Linked DNA regions of Xenopus laevis: region 2 is linked to region 1. A link is a contact called in public Hi-C data. All regions are on one chromosome and are shown on one strand. The core of a region is the stretch at or near the end of the contact, and the rest is flanking DNA. Distances in the headings are between cores, read along the strand shown.

Region 1 (4,868 bases), core at 2,329-4,828:
CATAGGTTTATTTATGTGGGATGGTTTGTTACACCATTGGAGGCTATTTCATATTATTTAAGACAGGAAAGTAGTTACTTTTAATGCTTTCTGAGGTGTAGTAGGTGTGATAGAACTGTGTATGAGTTATTTCTAACACTTTTTTTTCAGCAAAAAACACTGTTATTGGTCTAGAGATAAACTTAAAAAAATGAATAATCTTTTGTATAAAGGCTATAGAGTTACATTTATAATTATTATTATTTTTTGTGCATTCCTTCACTTGTGAGAAGGGAATATAGCCAAAAAACTACGCAAGTATGACAATTTCCTCTTCCCAACTGGAACAAAATAGTTTATTGTATTACTGTATAGTTTAAATTCAGTTTTATGATCCCTGTGGTTAGACAATCTTCAGTATAGATGGTGCAGTTTGTACTTTTCTTCCATTACTTTCAGCTAGAGTTTTTTTTATATCATATCCTACACAAAAACAGTGGTACTACCCTTTGCATTGCACTGTTATCTACTTTTCAGAGGTTAGTAAACAACACCCTCTAGTGTCATTTACTATAAAGAGCATACAATTTCAACAAGCACCCCCCCCCCCTCGGCTTTTATCCCACTGTAGGTTGTGTATTCCAGTGGTAGGCCCTCATTTATTATTATAGCTGACTGCATGTAACCAACATATTTTTTATAGCACCATTTATTGATACTAAAATCCACACTGTTTGCAGCATGAAAAGGAAATGAAATCATTAAGAATGCCAACTACAAATATAGTTTTTAGTTTCAGGGGATTTCCTTTTTCTGGTTTCTTTTGAAATCCTAGTGACAGGAAAATAATATATTGTGCATTATAAGGAAAGAGAATAATAATGTGCATGGACATGCAGGGAGAATAACATTATAATTAAAAGATGTATAATTAGTAGCATACATAGACTAATTAATTTAACAACTAATTGGCAACTGATTTATTTTATTATTTTATATGCACTTAATGTACAAAAATTGTTACATACAGTGATTATATTTGGTCTTCACAGAATTATTTAGATTTATAAGAAAGTTTGCAGCCCCTCTAATTTCCTTTATTAACAGAACAGTTGACAGTCAAAAAATATATGCCTGCTGGGATGCTTGTTCCAGCATAATAGTTTCACATGCATCTGATTTATATCAAGTAAGCAAAGACCTGTTGGCAGCAACTGGAACTGAGTCCAGCATTAATGAGGGGACAGTTCTTCATGCTGGTGATGTGTATCAAATCCTACCTGCATCAATCACTCTCTTTCTGCCATGGGCCATCAAATATAGTTGATGGAAAGCCAGTATTCAAATATGATAACCATGCCAGCACTAATTAACATGGAAAATGCAAGACCAATAGCTGTGTTTTATGGTACATGCGCTTCATTTCTATACATTTTAGTTGATTTGTGGATTCTTGAGGAGTATGGGGCTATTTATCATGAAAGTGAATTTAATTTTGGATGCTTAAATAAGTCACCTTGAAAATGTGTCTCTTGGCTTCGCCTTGCTAGGTCTTTTTTGTTCCTTAGTAATCAGTCAAGATTTATTATCTGGCTATATGGAAAGCAGCCAAGTCTATACAGTTTGATGTTTCACATAAATCAGCAAAGCCTTATTCTTTCTTTAAAGAAAATCTGATTTAGTGACACTGTACATACCAATGATTACTTCCACAGTGCTCCATTTTCTTCAACAAGCTTTCATACTGCTTGTATTTCTAGCATTGAGAGGAGATATACCCTATATATATTTTTTCTTCCCTCTGATTTATCTTTAATAGAGAGCATACAAGGTTGCAGCATTCAAAGATGTTAGTCTTTCTTTTGTGTAGGTTTCTGCTGTGTCACTTGTGTTCTTGCAAATTATATTCTTCATATGGGTTTGGGTGTTTTATGGGATAATTACTTTTGTGGTGGGATCCTTCTCATAGACAAAGTTAACGTTCAAACGATTAGCTGGAAAGACAAACAGGCCACTATTGTGCTGAGAAGAATTCAGATTTCGATTTCTATTTTGCAATAATATGCATTATTTTGTGCACTCAGCACCTTGCATTATAGAATGCCAGATCCTCATTCGATCTAGACAGAACTGACCGGGAACTGCAGTATATATTTGCCTTTGGATAGTAAATTTTGATTGTAAAACAAGGCAAGTGTAATGAAACTTCTCTTGGATTTTACAGAATCTTTCCAGTTTAACATTACTGTATATGTTATATATCGTTGGATTTTTACTCTGTTATTTCAAAAAATACTTACTATCTTTGATCACATTTACATTTCAGAACCACCTTCAGTTTCCCAAAAAACTGAGGATCAGTCCTTAAGGGCAGGCAGCAATGTAAGATTTAGCTGTGAATCACGTGGTAACCCTACTCCAAATATAACTTGGTTTCACAACGCTGTTCAAATCAAACCATCAACACGTCACCATATATCTGGAAACAAAATACGCATCACTGGTATTTTTGGCGAGGATTCTGGGATTTATCAGTGCTTTGTAAATAATGGAGTTGGTTCAGCACAAGTCTCGCAAAGGCTTACCATTACATCTGGTAAGAGCAGCTAATGACTATCTATGTATTGTAGTATATGTACATAAGGAACTATGTTGCTTTCCATGTGTGGGTAAAACGTTATAGTTGATTCAATGCATAGGTCACGCCATAACAAAGATATTTTTATATCCAATATTAATGTATATTGCTAACTTTCAGATAAACATTATACCTTTACAACATAGAAGCAGAATACTGCCTATGTGACACCCAAATGATTTGTCGTGTTATTGTGCAACAATCTAAAGGACAGAAAAACTATACTCATTATTCAGCGCTCACTTTCTGCACATGGATATACCTTTCAACACATATAGCATGTTACTGAAACTAAGAGGCAGATTTATCAAAGTGTGAAATTACAGTTTACCACAGTAATATTCTGCAATTCTCTGTTCATTCCTGTGAGATTTTAAGAGGCGTATTGATAAATGGACGGAAGTTAGAGTTGACAATTTGATAAATACACCTCTAAAAATCTCATAGGAATGTACAAAAAGTGAACTTTAATTATAAATATAGATAAATCTGCCCTTAAGTGTTAATGGGAGACATATTTGACTAATTCAGCTTGGGCACAATTATGCCAACAATTTTGGTAGTTTAAATCATCAACTGATGATTTCCATGGTTATGTGGATGATTACTGGCAGCAGGTCCCCCAAATATTCTCTTCACAATAATAAAGACATTGCAGGCTTTAGCCAGTCTATGGTGTTTTCTTATAATTAATACATTTTGGCCAAATTGCTTGCTGTATTCATGTGTAGTGCTTGAATACTATTGCTATTATAACTTGGATATCTGGCAGAATTTAACAAAGCCTGTGTAATTTGCAGATATTTGGTCCAAACCAGTAATCTTGTCACCACCCACTAGCATCAGAGTGGCAAATGGCGATTTAGTTACACTGACTTGTAATGCCACTGGGATTCCTACACCAACCATCCGCTGGCATGACAACCATGGACCTATCAGCAGTCACCCTTCTCAGGTCCTGCGCTCCAAATCCCGGAAAGCATTATTGTCAAAGATTGGAACCACTGTTCTACATCAGGATCCTGTACACTATACCATGTCACAAGCTGGTTCCAGCTCTTTGTACATCAGAGACATCACTGTGCAGCATGCTGGGACATATACATGTGAAGCGACAAATGAATTTGGCTCGGCACATGCCGATGCTTACCTGACAGTTGGTAGGTACCAAGACAGATAATTAAGCAGACTCTCATTTTCATATATTTATGTAATTTTAAGATGCTTTTTAATAAAATTACTGTTCCTCTTAAATAAGCTATTATTTGGGATATTAAAAACTGAGCTACCAAGATAATTATTTCTTATAAAGGGGTTTTTTACCTTTGAGATAACTTTTAGTATGATATAGAGAGTGATATTCTGAGACAATATGCAATTGGTTTTCATTTTTATTATTTAAGGTTTTTGAGTTATTTTGCTTTCTATTCAGCTCAGCTGTTCTTTAATTTGCATTCTAAGCAATCTGGTAGCTTGGGTCCAAAGTATCCTAGCAACCATGCATTTATTTGAATAAGAGACTGCAATAGGAATAGGAGAGGGCCTGAATAGAAAGAGGAGTAGTAAAAATTAGCAATAACAATACATTTGTAGCCTTACAGAGCATTTGTTTTTTAGAAGGGGTCAGTAAAGCCCATTTGAAAGCTGAAAAGAGTCAGAAGAAAAAGGCAAAAAAAACTATAAAAAAACAAACAAATAATGAAAACCAACTGAAAATTAGCTTAGACTTGACCATTCTATAACGTACTAAAAGTTACCTCAAAGGTGAACCACCCCTTTAAGTCACACACGTAAATTTTCAAACTCAGAATTCTTCACCAATGAATGTTTGATGTAATTATGGATAATCACAATTTTATAAACAGAGAGGTAGCCTTTTTTTTGCCTTTTTTCTATTAAGTTTTTGTAGAATGTTTATTATTCCTGCTCACCTTTCAAGCTTTTGCAGGAAGTCATATGGTGTTACAATGTGGTTTGCTTTTTCTTTTTAAATCTTACTAAAGATATTCAGTTGAGTTGATGTGTGGTGACTATGGAAAAGAAAAGCCATGTAAGTTAGCACTACTTGCTCGTCTTTGGACTTCAGATAAGGTTGGCAAAGGTTTAACTATTTATCTGTAGTTAAAAATAAAAGCGCAAAGAGACAATGGACCACTTTCTCAAGGACTCCGATCCGCTTTACTAGAAGTCCTTGAGAAAGCGAATCGGAGTCCGCGAAACGCGTTGGATAAGAGCGAGGAGTCCGTCTGTT
Region 2 (5,154 bases), core at 1,267-3,766, 280 kb before region 1:
TTTTCCACTGCAAAAGTATATTTCCTTATGAACATTTCAAAAGAACATCTTGACAATTTAACAGGAAAATTCCTGCTGTCATATCCGATTTTCGCTAACACTAGCTACAGTATATTAAAACCATACAAAAGTCTGTTTTTGGTTAATAAATCGCCTTTCACAGATATGTAATATCACACGGTTTTTCAGACGACTCTGTGTGACATTTTTAAAATCATATATGCACTTTAATTTAGAGACACTTCCTACTTTGTTTCAGAGACATCAATCTTCCTTTCAGTTGCCAAAAGAAGATATATATATATACACACACACATAACTTATCCCCTTTACTAAGCAGAAATTCAACAAGAGCTTTTTAGACTGTATTGGCTCTTTAAAAATGGCCTTTTTGCCTCAATTTTATTTTATAATTTGAGAGACATCCAGACATTACATCACAGCTATTACTGGAACTTATAGTTAGTTTCTAAAAGAATTGCCTCACTGATAAGTATGCTCATAAATCTCCCCTCTGTTAAAATAGGAACCTTTTAGTCTTCAAACTGGAAATTGAATTCCACAGAAAATAGATAAGGAGACAGACCTAATGCAATAACATTCCTTTAAAACAAATCAGTCAATTGATTGAACCAGAATATAGGGTATTGAACAGAAATGGAAATTTAGAAACACAATTCCTTAAGTACACAAATGCCGTTCGGATTGTAGAAGTGTCTTTTGAACCACGGCTTAGACATGTATGAAGTGTGACATTAAACAGAAATGAATAAAAAAAATTGATAAAGTTGGGAAAAAGTGAATAGATGGTTCCATAGTACACTGATTCATAATCCATCCTACATAAATCCATTAAAAAATAAATAAGATACATGAACAAAAAACCTATATGAGGATTTCTCATCTTTCACGTGCCATTGTTGTCATGTCTGTAATCTTTAAATCTTCAGAGGCAGCACCTTAAACATGTTCTCGAATCTGTTTACCACCCATGTTGACATCATAAGCTTCCGGTGGATCCAGAGATTAGCCTAGAAGTGGGGTTAATCATGCATTGTGTCAGTATGAGTGATATATAAACAGATATTACATAAATATGAGGTAAGGCTTTGATTCCATTTAAACTACATGTCATGCCTAAAAGCTTTCCCTGACTCTACAAGTGTGGCAGAAGAGAATGCATATTACATAAGAATAGTCTATTGCATAGAATTCTTAATGAATCAGATGAAAATTGAGCATAGGTCTGGCCAGATATGGGATAAATGTTACATAGTTAGCCAGCTTAAATATATTGCAATATATGGACAAACAATCCCTGTTTTGTTTAAAGGGTAAGGCATTTTTCAGTAGCAGTATGCACAAAATGTCTCTGTCTTAAATATATTGATAATGGGTTGAGTGCAGAGGACTCTTGTATTTGTCTATATGTATTTTGTGGTCACAGCCTCATTGCACCCCCGTCTAATGTTTTTAAAAATTAGTGGTGAGCACAACTTTCCCTTGTTTGTCATATATGATGTAACCAGCCTTTATAAATGTATTTCACACAAGAAGTTTGAATTTGGTCTGAAGGAAGTAAAGAACATTTAGGACATCTTTTGGCCAGAAGAGGCTAGCAATGGGGATTGATAATTCAATTCAATGTTCATCGCTGCTGCTAAGGTGCACGGCACTAACCCCCACTGAAAGTGAACACTTTTAAATTCTGAAAGCAAATGAACATATATCGAAGAACTGGCACTTTTATCAGTTTTGATAATTATTTATAAGGATTTGCTGAAAGAGTTTCTGTGTGTATGTATTGATAATAAGGTGTTTAGCAGGTCCCTTATTTGCACTCTTAACACATTTACTTTATAAGGCTGCCTAGCTGAATACATAGTGCCGCTTTATGCATATTGCATACATTTTTCCAGTGACTCCATGATGTCAGCTCCTCATATATGATCTAGTCACTGCTTCTAAGGTTTTCCAGAGACATGTTTAATTACAGTTGAAAAGTAATAGCACTGAATGCTGACTGTGAATAGGCTACTGTATCTCCAGCTTGAATGTGTAGCACATTACCATGTAGTTCTTTGTTGTTGATTTGTTTAAATACAAATGCAAGGTACTGTATTTCATGGGTTTAAAATCCCTGTTAGCTCTCTTAGCCTACCAGTAATAAAATCGTTTTCTTCAAAAGGCTTTCTATGCAAGAAGGAATTAAGAGTACAAGGAGTTAAGAAAGTATAAATGTTTGTCCTTCTCATGTCCCAAACTGCAGATCTTCTAATGATCCTTGTCACTGCTGGTACTGCTCTCTAAAGAACCTGGATATGATTAGCCATTTCACACTGTTATGCAAATGGAAGCTCCCCATGGATCCTTGCAACAATATTAATGTGTGTGTTAGAGAGGGCCAAAGTGCAGCACATCTGCATGATAAAAGAAATCCATGTGCTCAGCCTCTGCCTTTGAATGCAATGACCTGAGACAAGGACCCTTTTATTTTATGTTTATGGTCTCCCACCTCATTCTTTAGGGATTAAACACAAGGTTTGACAGCCCCTGGGGGACATAAGCATAGGGATGTCAGTGCGAGAGAAGGCAAGAATTTCTTAGCCACTGAAAACATTTGGGGACTACTTCATTTACCAACAATCAAGATGATTTTAGAGATATGTCCTCTATTGTCTAAACAAATCTCCAAACTATTCGCTTGAAATGAATATTAAAACTCTCCGATCTTAGTTTATTAATGCTGTGGTAACCAGGGATATTAACCCCAGATGATAGATTCATAATCAGAGGCAACTGGTGGATTTGAGTGATGGCTTTTAGCTAGAGGCACTTGTGATGTCCAGGGACTAACAATTAGGATGTCCTGGAATGTCTTTTCTGCTCCTTCTGTGTAGAAAGCCATCTGGAAACTCTGCCCCTAAAAGCATAGTGCAAACAACAGGGGAACCTGAAGTTCTACCTTCCATGAACTCACAATTACTAGTGCACATATCTTTGCTGATTCTACTGCTACAGGTGCAATAAAAAGTACAGTAAATATAACTGTACTACAGGCATTGGGGCAAAGTAACTAAAGGGTGAATTTTTGCCAGCGAACAATCCGCCACACTTCCCGCCACTTGGTCAGCCACAAAATCGTTACCACTATGGTAATTCACTAAAATGTGAAGCTCCATCTCAGCAGCCGAACGCTGGCGACGTTTGCTAGCATTAATTCATCAGCGATAGCATTTTATAGCAATCTTTTGCTAGAGTTCAATTCTGCCTAACAAAACTTAGTTACTACTCTTACGCTTAGATCACAAAAATAAATATAGTTCACTTGTAATTAATGTTCACTCACTTGTACAGGTATGGGACCTGTTATCCAGAATGCTCGGGACCTGGGGTTTTCCAGATAACAGATCTTTCTGTAATTTGGATCTTCATGTCTTAAGTCTACTAGAACATCATTTAAACATTAAATAAACCCAATAGGCTGGTTTTCCTGGGACACCACATGTGGGAGGAAGGTAGAACACTGAGGACTGTGGTTTCGTTACTACGTTTAACTGTCTTGTAAGGAGAGCTAACTTTGCTATAAAACCAACAAATCCTCAGTGCCTTAGAGATTAAAGAGAATACCGTATATACTCGCGTATAAGCCGAGATTTTCAGCACCGAAAATGTGCTTGAAAATCCTACCTCGGGTTATACGCGGGTCAGCTTGAAGTAGCCGGAAGAGCAGCGAGGAGAGAACAGCGCTAGGAGGCGTCGCGGTCTGTGGGAGGTATAACAATAAGTGGGAGGGGAGGAGGAGCAGGAAGTGAATACGCGCTAGGCTCAGGTAGCGGCTGCAGTGAGGAGGTGCCAGTCTTTCCCAGGCTGCAGTGCGCACCAGCGGGAGGAGGGAGAATAGAACAGTCGGGTCGCCGTCGTTTCCCTCGCCATGTTGTATACCGGTAATTTGAAAAGCAGTATCTTGTTGGTTCTCTAATATTTCATGTTCCTCAGGAAATCTTAGTTGAAGATGTTTCTCTTCTCATTTACTGTATGTGTAGCTCATTAATTAATCATGACTGCAGCAGAGCTGCTAGCTGATGAACAGCAGAAAGAGCTATTTCTTTGCTGTGCCTGAATACAGCAGTTTAATGAAGAAATAAACAAAGAATAACAATGTTGTGCCTGCCATAGAAATGTGCTAATGAATCCAAAATGGTTGCCATATGACTTATATCTGCATTCTCTTGCTTTAGTTGCTATGTGAACCATAAGCTGTATGTAATAATTAGTAGTGGTTGACAACTTGAACAGACACAGCTGTAGGAACAATGTATTTGTATGGAGAGGCCATGCCTCATGTCTGCAACCTGTGGCTCCTCCTCAACTACAACTCTCGCTCTTCCCCGCATCATGGCTTGATTTTTAACATTAAACCGACTGTTTGATATTTCTGAGACTTTTCTGAGTTGTGTCTAGGCTTATACGCGAGTCAATACGTTTTTCTGGTTTTCATAGGTAAAATTAGGTACCTCGGCTTATACGCGGGTCGGCTTATACACGAGTATATACGGTAAAAGGAATGAAAGCTGTGCTAGTAGCGCTACAATTCCATTAAATATCTCTGGATCCGAGATTCAATTAAAGTTTAAAAAAGGTAAGATTTCAATAATAAGCTTTTTTTAAAAAAAAAAGGTTTGAAGGCTGCCCACGTGTGGTGTCCCAGGGCTTAGAACAACGCAGCCAGTTTCTTCGGGACAACTCCACCTCTATACTATTTTCTAATTTCTAACTTTTATTCATGAAGTGCTGATGCTTTATTTTCAATTGTTTGATACCATGAACTCACTTTAAAATTATAAATACAGCACTAGCACCTTATTTAATTCATATAAGAACCATAAACTTTTAGATTATTCATCAGTTGTGTGTAGATACATTTTATTGAAAGTTACAGCACCTCATTTATAGCACTTAATCATTTTAATTATTTGTATATAACACAATCGATTGAAATACCATTAATTGTATGTTGGTGCTAAATTGATTGAGAACTAAGCACATGATTATAATAGCTCTAAGCACTTATATAATTAGATCTCAATTAATTTTAGTAAGGTAGTGTGGGGTTTTACTGCTTTTTCTTGTTTTTAGTACTCTTACGCTTAG

The links. A called contact is a pair of places that touch in the nucleus more often than the background predicts.
Region 2: a contact with region 1 is called in a Hi-C map of the XTC cell line, with 4 times the contacts expected there. The contact joins two enhancer-like sites. A contact is called at or near these places in 2 of 4 Hi-C or Micro-C datasets (the XL177 cell line and the XTC cell line).

The regions. Positions count from the first base shown.
Region 1 is chr7S:61,590,456-61,595,323 of Xenopus_laevis_v10.1, reverse strand. cdon.S (cell adhesion molecule-related/down-regulated by oncogenes-like) reads left to right here. Exons shown (of 21, transcript XM_041571311.1): 8 at 2,306-2,575; 9 at 3,418-3,777. Among protein-coding and RNA genes, the nearest start is that of LOC121396681, 100 kb to the right of the region's middle. Within about 2 kb of position 3,578, at least 1 of the 7 cell types and tissues checked has an H3K27ac peak or open chromatin away from gene starts, as enhancers often do.
Region 2 is chr7S:61,868,168-61,873,321 of Xenopus_laevis_v10.1, reverse strand. No RefSeq gene overlaps it. Among protein-coding and RNA genes, the nearest start is that of LOC108697577, 45 kb to the left of the region's middle. Within about 2 kb of position 2,516, at least 2 of the 7 cell types and tissues checked have an H3K27ac peak or open chromatin away from gene starts, as enhancers often do.